2 separate regions of the Rattus norvegicus genome follow, and region 1 is linked to region 2. The links are chromatin contacts, called in public Hi-C maps. All regions are on one chromosome and are shown on one strand. The core of a region is the stretch at or near the end of the contact, and the rest is flanking DNA. Distances in the headings are between cores, read along the strand shown. Region 1 overlaps Auts2 (activator of transcription and developmental regulator AUTS2). Region 2 holds the start of Auts2 (activator of transcription and developmental regulator AUTS2).

Region 1 (6,498 bases), core at 2,161-4,660, 310 kb before region 2:
GGTGGGGGGAAAAAAAGACATAGTAATCATTTGGCTTCCTTCTTCTAATCAATATTTTCTGATTGAAAATTGCTTTAAAATAAAATTTCCTGATCAAATATGAAATGAAACAAATTGCTGTCTGTTTAACGTACAGAAATCTATGAAATGTGCACTGTAAACATTAAATAAAAACGTGCAAGCCAAGAGCAGAATGGAACGCTAAGCTTATCATTCTTACACCACATATGAAGTCATGTATCACTTGAAAAAGCAGTTACAAGCTAAAGAAGATATAACACAACACACATGCATACACACACACACACACAAACACACACACATACACACACATGCACACACATACACACACATACACACACATGCACACATATACACACACACGCACACACACATTCACACACACATACAAACACACACATACACACACACGCACACACACACACAAACTCTAAAGCAATAGTGAACAATAAAGAGCTGTAGCTAATGCATCAACAAGACACATCAAATGGAATCTTGAAAGATTAACTTTATTTTTTTTAAAAAAAGGAGGAGAAACAAGGGAAGGAAGGAGGTCCTCAATGTAAAACAAGTGTCACCGTGACAGACTTGAGACTGACCTTCTCAGTGGACCACATTCCTACTGGAAGACAGAGACAGGGGCTGGCAAGATGGCACACTCATGTGTCTCCCAAATGCCTGACACTCGAGCTCCAAAGCATCAGACCAAACACACTTCTCTAGCCTCCGAAGGCGCCTGCACTACTCACATGTGCACGCCTGGGACCATGGTAACATCCATGCACATGCGCAGCTTACATGCATGGGGTAATATCCATGTCATTTTTTAAAATGACCAAAAAATAATCTGATTAAAATATAGGAATACTGAAATAGGATTTGATAAACACATTTTAAAATACGATTTCACTGGAAGGATCGCAACCGGGGTTAAAGACATCTATTTAATAATAACAGGACCTATCCATCAATCGACACAGCATAACAGTCTTACATGCTTATGCACCTAACAACAGAGATAAAACGGAAACTAAATTACAGACAGAAACATTAACCACATTAACCAATCTCTCTGTGTCCATGTCTCTGTCTCTGTCTCTGTCTCTGTCTCTGTCTCTCTCTCTCTCTCTCTCTCTCTCTCTCTGTCTCTCAACAAGCAGAAAACACTAACTTGGGTTACAGTAAAAGTAAAGATCGAAATGAACAGAAAGGTATGTGTAACACGCTCTACTTAGCCGCTGGGAATAACCATTTGGTCAATGCATAGGGATCTCCTACATAGAAAAGCCATATTATGGCAATAAATTGAATGCCAATCCATTTTAGATGTGAAGTGGCATGAAGCATGCGTTGAAATCACAGGGCCACATTAAATTATTATCATTATTAGGATGATCTCTGGAAAGAATTTCCCAAAGTACTATAGGTTTAAGCCCACTAATCAGAGAAAAAAATATCATAAAAAGAGCTAAAATGTACTTTGATTGGAAAATGAAAACATATTAGAACTTGTAGGAGTATTGCTGAAGTAGTATTTAGGGTACATTTATAGGGCAAACTTATATGCCTATATTAGGAAAGATGATTCCAGCTTATTCTTAAAACTAACAGTAATACAGAGCAGTGTGAGAAGCAACCCTAAGGAACCCCAGGACGCAGAAGCAGAAGCAGGAGGTTCATAAATCATAGGCCGACAAGAATACAGAGCTGGGTGAAGTAGCACATGTCATTAATCCCATCGCTCAAGAGGTGGAGTTAGGTAGATGTTCCTGAGTTCGAGACCACCCTGGTATACAGTGCTAGGTCCAGGACATCTATTACACAGGAAAACCCTGTCTTGAAAAACCAAACAGAAAAAATAAACAAAAACAAACAAACGAACAAAAACATTAATTTGTTCTCACATCAAGGGGAGGGGGAGAGGGAGGAGGAGGAGGAAGAAGAAGGAGAAGGCGAAGACGAAGACAAAGAAGAAGGAGAAGGAGAAGGAGAAGGAGAAGGAGAAGGAGAAGGAGAAGGAGAAGGAGAAGGAGAAGGAGAAGGAGAAGAAGAAGAAGAAAGTTAGCAAAAATATGAGCAGAGTAAGCCCTAGATAAAAAGAAAGAAGGGAATCAATGAAATATAAAACAGCACAGAAAAATCAATGAAAGCAAAGCTGTTTCTTTGAGGAAATTGGTAAAACTGATAAATGCCTATTCATACATTCAGGGAGAGCAGAGGAAAGAGAGATACAGACAGACGAGGGCCGACGCTAATAATAATTACTGCAGACCACCATGCTCTCGATAGCTGTCTGAACAATCGAGGGATATTTTACAGATAACTGAGTCAAGAAATGAAGGCTCCTATGAAATGGCCAAATTCATCAGGAGCATAAATTATACATGGCTGGAAACCAAATCAGGTTAGTTACAGGAAGAGTTCACAACACAATTACCTGACTGCTTATGTGACATTTTCTCACTCTCCACCCCCAATGTAGACATAACAAAACAAAAATACCACTTCAGCGCCACAGAGACTCACTGACTAAAGGCCACCTGATATTAAAACACAACACAGCCCTATAAAAGCTCTACACAAACTCCTCTACACAACTAAGGAAAGAATATTTCTCTTGTACCGAAAGATTATACGTGTGTGCACATGGCGAGACTCCTTCACAATTGCACTAACAATTCTGGCGCAATTCTAACCAGACTCCAAAAGATGCCACACTGATTCAAAGATCTCCTCAGACAGTGTGGAGGGCTGTGAGGAGTGAAGCACTTTCTATGACAGTTTTCAAACACAAGCCTCCACATCGCAGTCCTACACTCAGCATTTCCGAGATGCCACAACCAAAACTAACCCTTCAGAAGTGAAGCAGAAAGAGACAAGACCGGGAAAAATGGCCCCTACACACCTAGAACTATCACCTCTCATACGCTTCAGCCCACATACAAAGCTAACGCTACTTATTTCTAAAGTCCCAAAAGAGCCTGAGTTAATAGCAAAGTCCATTCTGTGTTACCTATTTTTACAAGGTAGGAAACAGTCTCCCTTAAACAGCAGAGAAATGACCTATTTAACATAGGTAAGTAATACTGAAAACGTAATTGGATTGCTCCAATAAATCTCTCCAAAATGAGAGCGAGAGGGAAGGCGAAAGGGAGGAAGGGAGAAAGAGTGAACTGGTGGGTAACAGTCTATCTTTAATCACAAGGCTGGCCAGAGATCCAACCACCAGGAGACTGTATGAATGCAGTGGTCAGCTTTAATGGTCAATGAGACACGATCGAGACCCAGCTTGGAAACCAGTCACAAGGAAAGAGCGTCTAGATCGGGTTTCTCTGCGGTCATGTCTCTCCAGAGCTGTGTTTCTTGTGTTCTAAATGAAACCAACACCCAAGCCACTCTGTGGCACCTTTCCCTGGGTGTTGGCTCGAGTGCACCAGAGTCACACAGGATGAGCAGAGTACAAGAACTGGAATACATTCGTTTCTGTCTGCTCCTCAGGACGGGTGAATTGTGACCAGCCAGTTGAGTTCCTACTGCCTTAAGGTCTCTGCCATGACAGTCTGTAACCTAAACCTGACTTCAGCCCTGTCCATTCCTCAGGATATTTTACCAGAACAACGGGACTGAAACTAAAATGGTGCATACACCCAAAGACTCACAATTGCATGGTCTGATGGATTAGGCATATTTCTGACTGCATCTTTAGTATTCTTGGGATCCGTCAATATTCACCAAGGTTCCTCTTATCAGGAAACCAAAGGTTTTATTCTCTACTCCACTCAAATTTCCAGATCTCCATTGACAATTAAACAAACAAACAAGCCAGCCAAGCACTCCACCCAAGTCTAAATGCTAAGCAAGAAGACATTTTTTTTTCCGGCCATTTCTATACATCTTGTTTTGGATACTTGTCTATAATATCTGCTAAAAAAAATTAACAATTTGCACAATTGTTATTACTCAAACAGTCTACCCTAAAGAGACAGTACCAAAAATAAACACTTGTGTTTGGATTTGGATAGGGGAGAATCCTCACATATTAATAAGAAACAAACAGACCACACACAACCCTTGGTCTCGGATGACAGAGTCCGAAGTTTAGCATGATGGTTGTGGCTCACAAATCCTCACCTGGGATCACGGACACATCTGTGAGGAAACTCACCCAAGAAAAATGGATGGCATTAGAAAAACCACAAGGAAGATAAATGGAAACCTTTGGAGATAGCATTCTACATTAACAGTTCAAAGAATATTTTGCAGTTTATTTACTTTAAGTTGTTACAAAGTAGTTAAGTAACTCAAGCTCTAGAAAAGAGGGCACCTCCCCCCACATCTCTGATAATAAAAACAGACTGGGAGAAATGGAAATGCATGGGGACCTTTCTGAAGGAAGTGAAAAGTATCATTTATGATCGTCTAATCACGTCTGTATCAGAGGGGTCCAGGAAAGGCCTTCCCAGGGCCAAAGAGAGTAGATGCGTAAGTCTCACGATTTACTAAGTGAAACATTAAGTGGTTGAAAGAAATAAAATACGGGAATAGTAGTTGCATCCAATCAACACGATTTACCCTAGGCGAGGAATTCGTGTTATTTAAATACCAATCCTACAACAGATAGAGGCCTTATATCCAAAATATACAAAGAACTCAAGAAGTTAGACCGCAGGGAAACAAATAACCCTATTAAAAAATGGGGTTCAGAGCTAAACAAAGAATTCACATCTGAGGAATGCCGAATGGCTGAGAAACACCTAAAGAAATGTTCAACATCTTTAGTCATAAGGGAAATGCAAATCAAAACAACCCTGAGATTTCACCTCACACCAGTGAGAATGGCTAAGATCAAAAACTCAGGTGACAGCAGATGCTGGTGAGGATGTGGAGAAAGAGGAACACTCCTCCATTGTTGGTGGGATTGCAGACTGGTACAACCATTCTGGAAATCAGTCTGGAGGTTCCTCAGAAAATTGGACATTGAACTGCCTGAGGATCCAGCTATACCACTCTTGGGCATATACCCAAAAGATGCCTCAACATATAAAAGAGACACGTGCTCCACTATGTTCATCGCAGCCTTATTTATAATAGCCAGAAACTGGAAAGAACCCAGATGCCCTTCAACAGAGGAATGGATACAGAAAATGTGGTACATCTACACAATGGAATATTACTCAGCTATCAAAAACAACGAGTTTATGAAATTCGTAGGCAAATGGTTGGAACTGGAAAATATCATCCTGAGTGAGCTAACCCAATCACAGAAAGACATACATGGTATGCACTCATTGACAAGTGGCTATTAGCCCAAAGCTTGAATTACCCTAGATCCCTAGAACAAACGAAACTCAAGACGGATGATCAAAATGTGAATGCTTCACTCCTTCTTTAAATGAGGAAAAAGAATACCCTTGGCAGGAAAGGGAGAGGCAAAGATTAAAACAGAGACTGAAGGAACACCCATTCAGAGCCTACCCCACATTGGCCCATACATATACAGCCACCCAATTAGACAAGATGGATGAAGCAAAGAAGTGCAGACCGACAGGAGCCGGATGTAGATCGCTCCTGAGAGACACAGCCAGAATACAGCAAATACAGAGGCGAATGCCAGCAGCAAACCACTGAACTGAGAATAGGTCCCCCGTTGAAGGAATCAGAGAAAGAACTGGAAGAGCTTGAAGGGGCTCGAGACCCCAAAAGTACAACAATGTCAAGCAACCAGAGCTTCCAGGGACTAAGCCACTACCTAAAGACTATACATGGACTGACCCTGGACTCTGACCCCATAGGTAGCAATGAATATCCTAGTAAGAGCACCAGTGGAAGGGGAAGCCCTGGGTCCTGCTAAGACTGAACCCCCAGTGAACTAGACTATGGGGGGAGGGCAGCAATGGGGGGAGGGTTGGGAGGGGAACACCCATAAGGAAGGGGAGGGGGAAGGGGGATGTTTGCCCGGAAACCGGGAAAGGGAATAACACTTGAAATGTATATAAGAAATACTCAAGTTAATAAAATAAATAAATAAATAAATAAATAAATATCAAAGACTTGAAACTGAAACCATCAGATCAATGTCAACAGGTGTGCTAACAGGTAAGAGTTTGTCCGAAATCCGATTTAATCCGTTCTCAGAAACAGGCTTCTGTTCTCTGCACACACAGCAGCTTGTCTCCACTGCATTAGGGGTTTTGGTCTGTGCATGTGTAAGGATCCACAGTGGCTGCTTATGTGTAGTCATGTGCATGTCACAGGGACACCACGCTGGGCCATCACTATCAGCCACATGCACTGTATTATTGTATGCCGCACATTTTGTGGCAGCTTCAACTAGCCGAAATTCTTAAAACTACCAGAGTTCGCTTATTTTTGGTCAGTAAAATTGAATTGATAATAAAAGAAAGGAAATTTTAAGAATGTCAGCACTGGGGTTTGATTCACATGGTGTTAGAGGCATGGAACGAGCATATTCTGCTG
Region 2 (6,610 bases), core at 1,280-3,779:
AACTACCCAGAGAGCAGAACCACTTGTAAGCAGCTTTTTTCAAGTTCTTTCCTTCACCAAACCACGGGCAGCCACGCTGAGCCAAATCCCAGGCAGCGTTCTATCTCAGGACACAGGATGTCATTTCGATGCCCATTTTAAAGCAAGAAAGAGGTCACCCTGCAGTACCCATCCACCTTTGCAAAGTTAAGAAACACAGCTGTAAGCATCCCGAATGGTGGCACTCACTTAAAGCCGAGAGCACCAACTGGAAAACCAATGATGAAGTCAAGTACCAGCAACAAAATCTCTGGTCACCGCCAACGGGTATCAGCACCCTCTCTTCCTTCCTCCCCAACCAGTAGCTACTAGCTACTGGCCACTGGCCACCGCCATCACCCCCATCTGAAGCACTTTACAAAAATGAGCAAGTCTGACAGACAGGAAGACTGCCTTTTCAAAACCAAACTTGGAATCCAAACAGCAGGTCTAGAACCAACAATCTAAGCCTGCACAGTCAGTGAATGGAAGGCTTAAGCTCTCATTAACAAAGCTCCTCACTTTGGCACCTCTGAAACAATACCACCAACAAGAGCAAAAATAAATAAATAAAGGAAAGGGAAAAGTTTCCTCACGCCATTATGTCAGGTGCCACTGAGAGGCTACCAACAGACCGCAGTTTGGTTTTGTGCTGGATCAACTCAAGAGAACCCCAGAAGCTCCTGTGTGTGGTTGTATGTGTTTAGGGTGGGGAAAGGGAGGTGGAAGAGGAAAGAAAGCAGTTAAATGTATTCAAACCAACCACCAATCCTAGCACCAAATCAGATCTGCCCAGGCAAAGATACTTTTCTGTGACCCCTGGACTACCTCCCTTCAGCCCCTTCCGTCCAACAAATACACAAACACACACACACACACACACACACACACACACACACACACACACCGAGGAGCCTCTCAGCAGGCAGGAAAATGTGCATTTGAAAAACCAAGGCTGCCTGCAGGTGCCTAAGGAATAAAGACAGACACACAAACACATACACAAAGTCAATCATTGTTGGGGGGAGCACGTACAACAAGGAGAAGAGGGACAATTGGTGACAAGCCCTTCAGCAGCCAGCTAGGATTTTATTCTTGCCTCTCACCAGCTCTCCCTGGTGTACCTCCTGTCCTTCAACTAAATTGCTCATGTACACACACACACACACACTCACACACACACACACACACACACACACACACACCACGCAAATGTAGTGTGTGGATAATATTGTCATTAACCCTTTCTGCAATACAGCCCCATGGTATAAAATATAGAGAGACATTCCACCCTTTCCCCTTCTCCCCTCCTCCCTCCTTTCTCCCAACAAGGAGAAAACGCCCCCTTCCCCAGCTTCACCAAAAAAGGGGGAGGGGGTACAGAAAAGCCACAAAACCCTAGCAGCCTCTTGTCCCCAGGACATCCAGAAAAGGCATATACTAGACAGACTAATACACACACACACACACACACACACACACACACACACACACACAAGCATGGGAACATATGGCTCTGTAGAAAGCACACAGAGAACAGTCCACAGGCGCCCCAAACCCAAGCAAAGACTTCCACCAGCCAAGAAGCCATGATTGGGGAGGGAGAAGAGGAGGAAAGGAGTGGAGGCAGAGCCATCCGTGCAGAAGGGGGGCGCATTGTTGTGATGCCCGAACCCCTTTCTTTCCACCCATCTGCTATGATGGGAGGTGGGGGTACAGGAAGGGGGCGCAGGGGAAAGGCAAGCTGGACAAGAACGAAACCAGTGGAAGACCAGACCAGGCATACCGCTTGGCGATTCCCTCCTCGCTGCCTATCTGCCCCCAGCTCCCCCTACACACAACCCCACACCCAACAATAAGACCTCGGCCGAGACAGACAGCTTCGAGTGCGGCGGGGGAGGCAAGAAAACCGGGGTGCAGCCTAGTGGGGGGTGTCATGCATAAAAGGAAACCATGGGGGGAACAGGAAAGGGGGTCCCCCCCTTACCTCCAGCGCTTCAAAAGTAACAAAGCTGGTCATGGCAAATCCATCAATGATGTCCTCTTCGGCTGAGGTGGACTCTCTGCGCTTCCTCCGCGGGGGTCTGGGCCGGGACGGGGCGGAGGATGGGGGCTTTCCATTGTCTTCCTTGTCGGAGCCCGACGATGAAGCCAGCGAGGGAGCCCGGGTCCGGCCGGTTCCTATACCACCCGCCGCACCGGTTCCTAAGCCGGCCCGGGAGCGTCTCTCCCGGTCTCGCTGTGATCGCGACCTCCGCTTTTTCCGGAGTCCATGTCCCCGCGTCGGGCCATCCATGGTTCTTTTAACCGCGCCGGGGATCTTCCCCGTTCGCCTACCCGCGCGCCACAGGCTCGGGCCGCGGCCACACACACACACACACACACACACACACACCAAGAAGAAAAAAAAAATTGACACCGAGCCCCCCCGCTTCTCCTGCACGGGCTTTTCCCTCCAGCCGCGAGGAAGGGCGCGGGGGAGAAGGCGGCTGGGAGGAATAAAAAAAAAAAAAAAAAAAAAAAAAAAAAAAAAAAAAGAAGCCCAAGAAGAACAAGAAGGGAGGGCAGGGGGAAAAAGAGAAAGAAAAAAGGGGGAAGGGGCGGGGAGACGGGGAGGGAGGGACGGGGAAGCGAGAGGGCGAAGTGTGGGGCTCCCCTCTGCACCGAGGGTCGGAGATGCCTGCGAACAGCGCCGAGCAAAGTAATGGCTGAACACACAGGTCTCCTTTACAGAGGAAAGGGGGAAAAAAATAACTCACCAAGCAGGCAATAAATCAGAATAGCGGAATGCTTTGATCAAGAGACTGGGGAAGCCCTCCCCGCGGCCATGCTCTCTCCCCACCACTGAAATCGCTTGGCTTCTCGCTTTTCCTAGAGACCCCCCCCCCAAAAAAAATTAAAAGAAAAAAAAAAGCCCGAGGTCCGAAAAGGTCACGGTGAAGTGAGGGGTGGGTGGCAATGAACTTCACCCGCCCCCTCGTGCAGGAAAACACCCCACACCTCCGCCTCTCTCACACACTCGTCTCGCAGAAAAACTCACTCCCGGGCTCCTAGTCTTTTTTTAAGAAATGTATCCAAGGGAAGCCAGGGCTAGAGAGCGAGCTGAGAGGGGCGAGACCCCCCAGAGAGGGGAGCATAACCACGCAATCACGAGCGGAGACAGAGGTTGCCCGAGGAAAGGAGGAAGGGAAGGAGGAGGACGCTGAAGCAGTTGTGGGATTTTTTTTTTTTCTCCCTTTCTTTTTTTCGGTCTTCGATGGGGGGGGAGGAGGAGAAAAAGATGAAAGAAGAGAAGAATTGCAAAGCCTGGCGCGTGCCACCGACCCCCTCCTCACATACACATGCACGCACGCACACAAATTGTCTCCCCCCACCCCAGTTCCAGAGGTCACCCTTCCTCAAAAAAAAAAAAATTATAAAGGGGGGGCGAGTCAGTCAATGAGGAAAGCAAAGAGCAGTCTCCAACCCGAGATACACCGGTGTGGTGCCGCCGCCGCCGCCGCCGCCGCCGCCGCCGCCGCCTCTTCTTCTTCTTCGCGTCGCCCCGCCTGAGGAAGAAGCGCTGGGAGATGCCGCTCGCTCACTCGCTCGCTCGCTCGCAGCTAACGCTGCCTCAGCCGCCGCCGCCGGAGCCCCGAGCCCGACGGTGCACGGCGTGTCCCCGGGCGGCTGCAGCCAGAGCCCGGGCACGGCCTCATCCTCCGCCCGCCTCGCTCACACAGCGCCCGCTCCTCCCCCTCTGGCCGGCCCACCGCCGCCGCCCGCCTCGGCCCAGCCCCACGCCCGCCCGCTTGCCGTCTCTCTCTCTCCCTCTCTCTCTCCCTCTCTCTCTCTTGCACGCGCGCTCGAGCTCGCTCGCCGGCGAGCGCTCTGGAAGACCGCCCTCTTCGCGCCTCGCTCTGCGCGCGCTCCCGAGGACCGCCCTCCTGGCTCTCCTCGCGCTCCCGAGGGCTCCCCCCTCCCCTCACGCCTCACTCGGCGCGCTCCCGAGGGCCGCCCCCTTCCCCCTTCGCGGGCTCCCGAGAATCTCTCACGCCTCGTTCTCTCCCCCCCGCAATCCCCCCACCACCACCCCGGCACCACGGGGCGCGCTCCCGAGGGCCGCCCCTTCCACTCATGCACCACTGGCTGCGCGCTCCCGAGAAGAGCCCCTCCCCTCGCGCCTCTCTCCCTCTCTCCCACGCGCGTTCCCGTCCTACCCCCCCACGTCTCCTCCCGCGCGCCTCGGGGCCGGCTGGATCACGTGACCCGCCCCCCTCCCCTAGTTGTAGAGTGTGTAGAAAGCAAAAAGGCTGAGGGGCTGGCCACCGCTCCACGAGCCCAGGGCATGCGCGCTGGGGCGGCCGGGCCTGCGCACTTGGGGGCGGAAGGGGTCTCCAGAGGCTGTGGGGTATGTTGGAGGGGTCGGTCACGGGCCCGTGTGGAGTTGAAGTTCGAGGGCGTGGAGGCTGCCCCAACATCCCGCCAAACGCACGGAGGACTCGCGCGCGCACGCGTAGCAGGCACCTTTCTCCGGACACTTGCTCCCGGAGAGCCTTATCTCCTCCACTCCTGAAGCTCTTGCTGGTTCAACTACTCTCAAGTACCTCTAGGTGTTTTGCCTGCGCGCACGCGCGCGCTCGGTGCAAAAATAAAAATTAAAAATAAAAAGTGCGTGCAGCGCGAGGAGGTGCAAAGCATGGACCCAAAGAGGGTGCACTTTGGGGACAAGATGGGTGTCCTAGTGCTGAGTCCAGTAGCACCGAGACAGCCAAAGGCAAGAGCTGGAAACTTTTCTCCGCTCTGCCTGATGGAACACTGAATGCCCAGTGCCCCTGAACCCAGATGACGCTCGCCCTGCACCTTTGGTCTCCCTAAGGGAGACACTTTGAGAAGACGCTAGCCTAGCGGCTTTGGAACATCCAGACACCGGCGAAACTTGAACCTAGAGCAAGGGACTGAGTAGCTCGGGGCCATCCCAGCCTGAGGACACTTCAGATTCCCCGCTCACTGCAGACTTCACTTACTGTTTAGCTGCAGGAGGATAGAGCAGAGGTGGCTTCCCTACGTTTTCCTGCACGATGTAACTGATGCTTATAAAAAGTTGTATTAAAGAGCTGACTACAGCCCAGAATCGATCAACCAAAGCGACCAGCCTCTCTGGATAAAATAGCTGTGCGTTTTTGTTTTTTTTGTTTTTTTTTTCAGGGCACTTGGAATTGATCTATACTCACCGACAGTCTTCTCTCAGCAATCTCTTAGTTGCTTCGCTTTCTGTCCAAGCACATAAACACCGTAGCACATCACCCCTCACCCCTAGCAACCCACACTTGGCATGAAGGAAAAGAAAACAAACTGACATTAATTGCTTACAACGAGCCAGGCACCATGTTACAATGCTTTGTATGTGATTTCTACTGTTCTGAATCCCAGTCTGCACATAACAGAACTAGAAGGTCAGAAGCCGTGGAAGAGGAAAAAAACGAATGTTTCTCAGATGGATGCTTTTTTCCTCTTGCGATCAACAGAGATTAGGGCTTCACAACTGTGGGTTAAGGGAATACAGTGGTGCCCCAAACAGAGAAGTGCTTGAATCTTATTTTCTGGCAAGTGAGTCTCTTGGTCTTAACACTTCCAGAGTTAATACTTTGTTTTTAAGTCACACTCCAGCTTTGCTGTTTTAGGAACCCAGGTCTGGGAGCAGATGGGTAGTGGGAGACAATGAGACAGAAGAAATCAAGTGAAGTGTGAATAAGACAGTCTGTCCAGGGGAACAAACCATTTAACCTTAGGCAAGACTTTCAAATGACTAATTTTCTCATCTTGTAAATCAAAGAAGTTCAATTAAATGTTCAAAAAGTTCCCTTTCAAGTCTCCGAAGGCCTTCTTGAAAACATAGCATCTTTTTTTAGTACATCCTGTGCTTTTCCCCCACCCCCCTTGAGAATGGTGTTGTGTGATGTCTGAATTTATTAGGGAGCAGAGTGGCACCTTCCAAAATTACTTAGCTATACTGACTGTTGCTGCCCCTGGAACAGTCACTTAAATTCAGACTTCCTTACTGAGCCTCCCTGTGTTAACTTCTAGGGTGCTGTTCCCTGCGGTGGCTGGAACCCACTCTGAGGCTATCAAGCCAATTCCTCAAAAGAGAGGCAGGTTCCTTGTCATTCATAGCAGGGGACTTGGGCTCATTTACAGGGTTTGTTTCTAGGATATCCTAATTTTCTTTTTGTTGCTGTGATTTAAAAACATAAAATTTAAAAAAAAAACTCTCTAAATGAAAACATTTTTGAGGAGCAGAGAGTTTATTTGGCTTATATTTCTATCGCTGAGGGAAGTCAGGACGGGAACCTGGCAGAGACCATGGAGGAATGCTGCTTAGTGGCTCAGTCTCTGGCACTCTCTACCCTCTTCTAGCTTTCTTACACAACCCCTGATCACCTGCCCAGGGATGGCACCACCTACAGAGGCCTGGCCCCTCCCACATCCATCCACAAGCCAATTTCCCTACAGACTTGGCAAAAGATCAGTGATCTGGGCCATCCCCAAACCGAGACTCCCTCACACGACTCTGGGGTGTGTCAAGTTGACAGCTGACGCGAACTGGGGCAGA

The links. Hi-C and Micro-C count contacts between places; a contact is called where the count stands out from the background.
Region 1: a contact with region 2 is called in a Hi-C map of liver, with 2.9 times the contacts expected there. The contact joins the enhancer-like site here to the promoter of Auts2 in region 2. A contact is called at or near these places in 3 of 12 Hi-C or Micro-C datasets (frontal cortex, liver and psoas muscle).

Annotation. Positions count from the first base shown.
Region 1 is chr12:30,044,888-30,051,385 of GRCr8, reverse strand. The region is part of intron 2 of Auts2 (activator of transcription and developmental regulator AUTS2); the gene reads right to left. Among named protein-coding and RNA genes, the nearest start is that of Auts2, 310 kb to the right of the region's middle. Within about 2 kb of position 3,410, at least 1 of the 93 cell types and tissues checked has an H3K27ac peak or open chromatin away from gene starts, as enhancers often do.
Region 2 is chr12:29,736,426-29,743,035 of GRCr8, reverse strand. Auts2 (activator of transcription and developmental regulator AUTS2) reads right to left here and starts at 2,529. Exons shown (of 19, transcript NM_001107136.3): 1 at 2,006-2,529. The coding sequence starts at 2,314.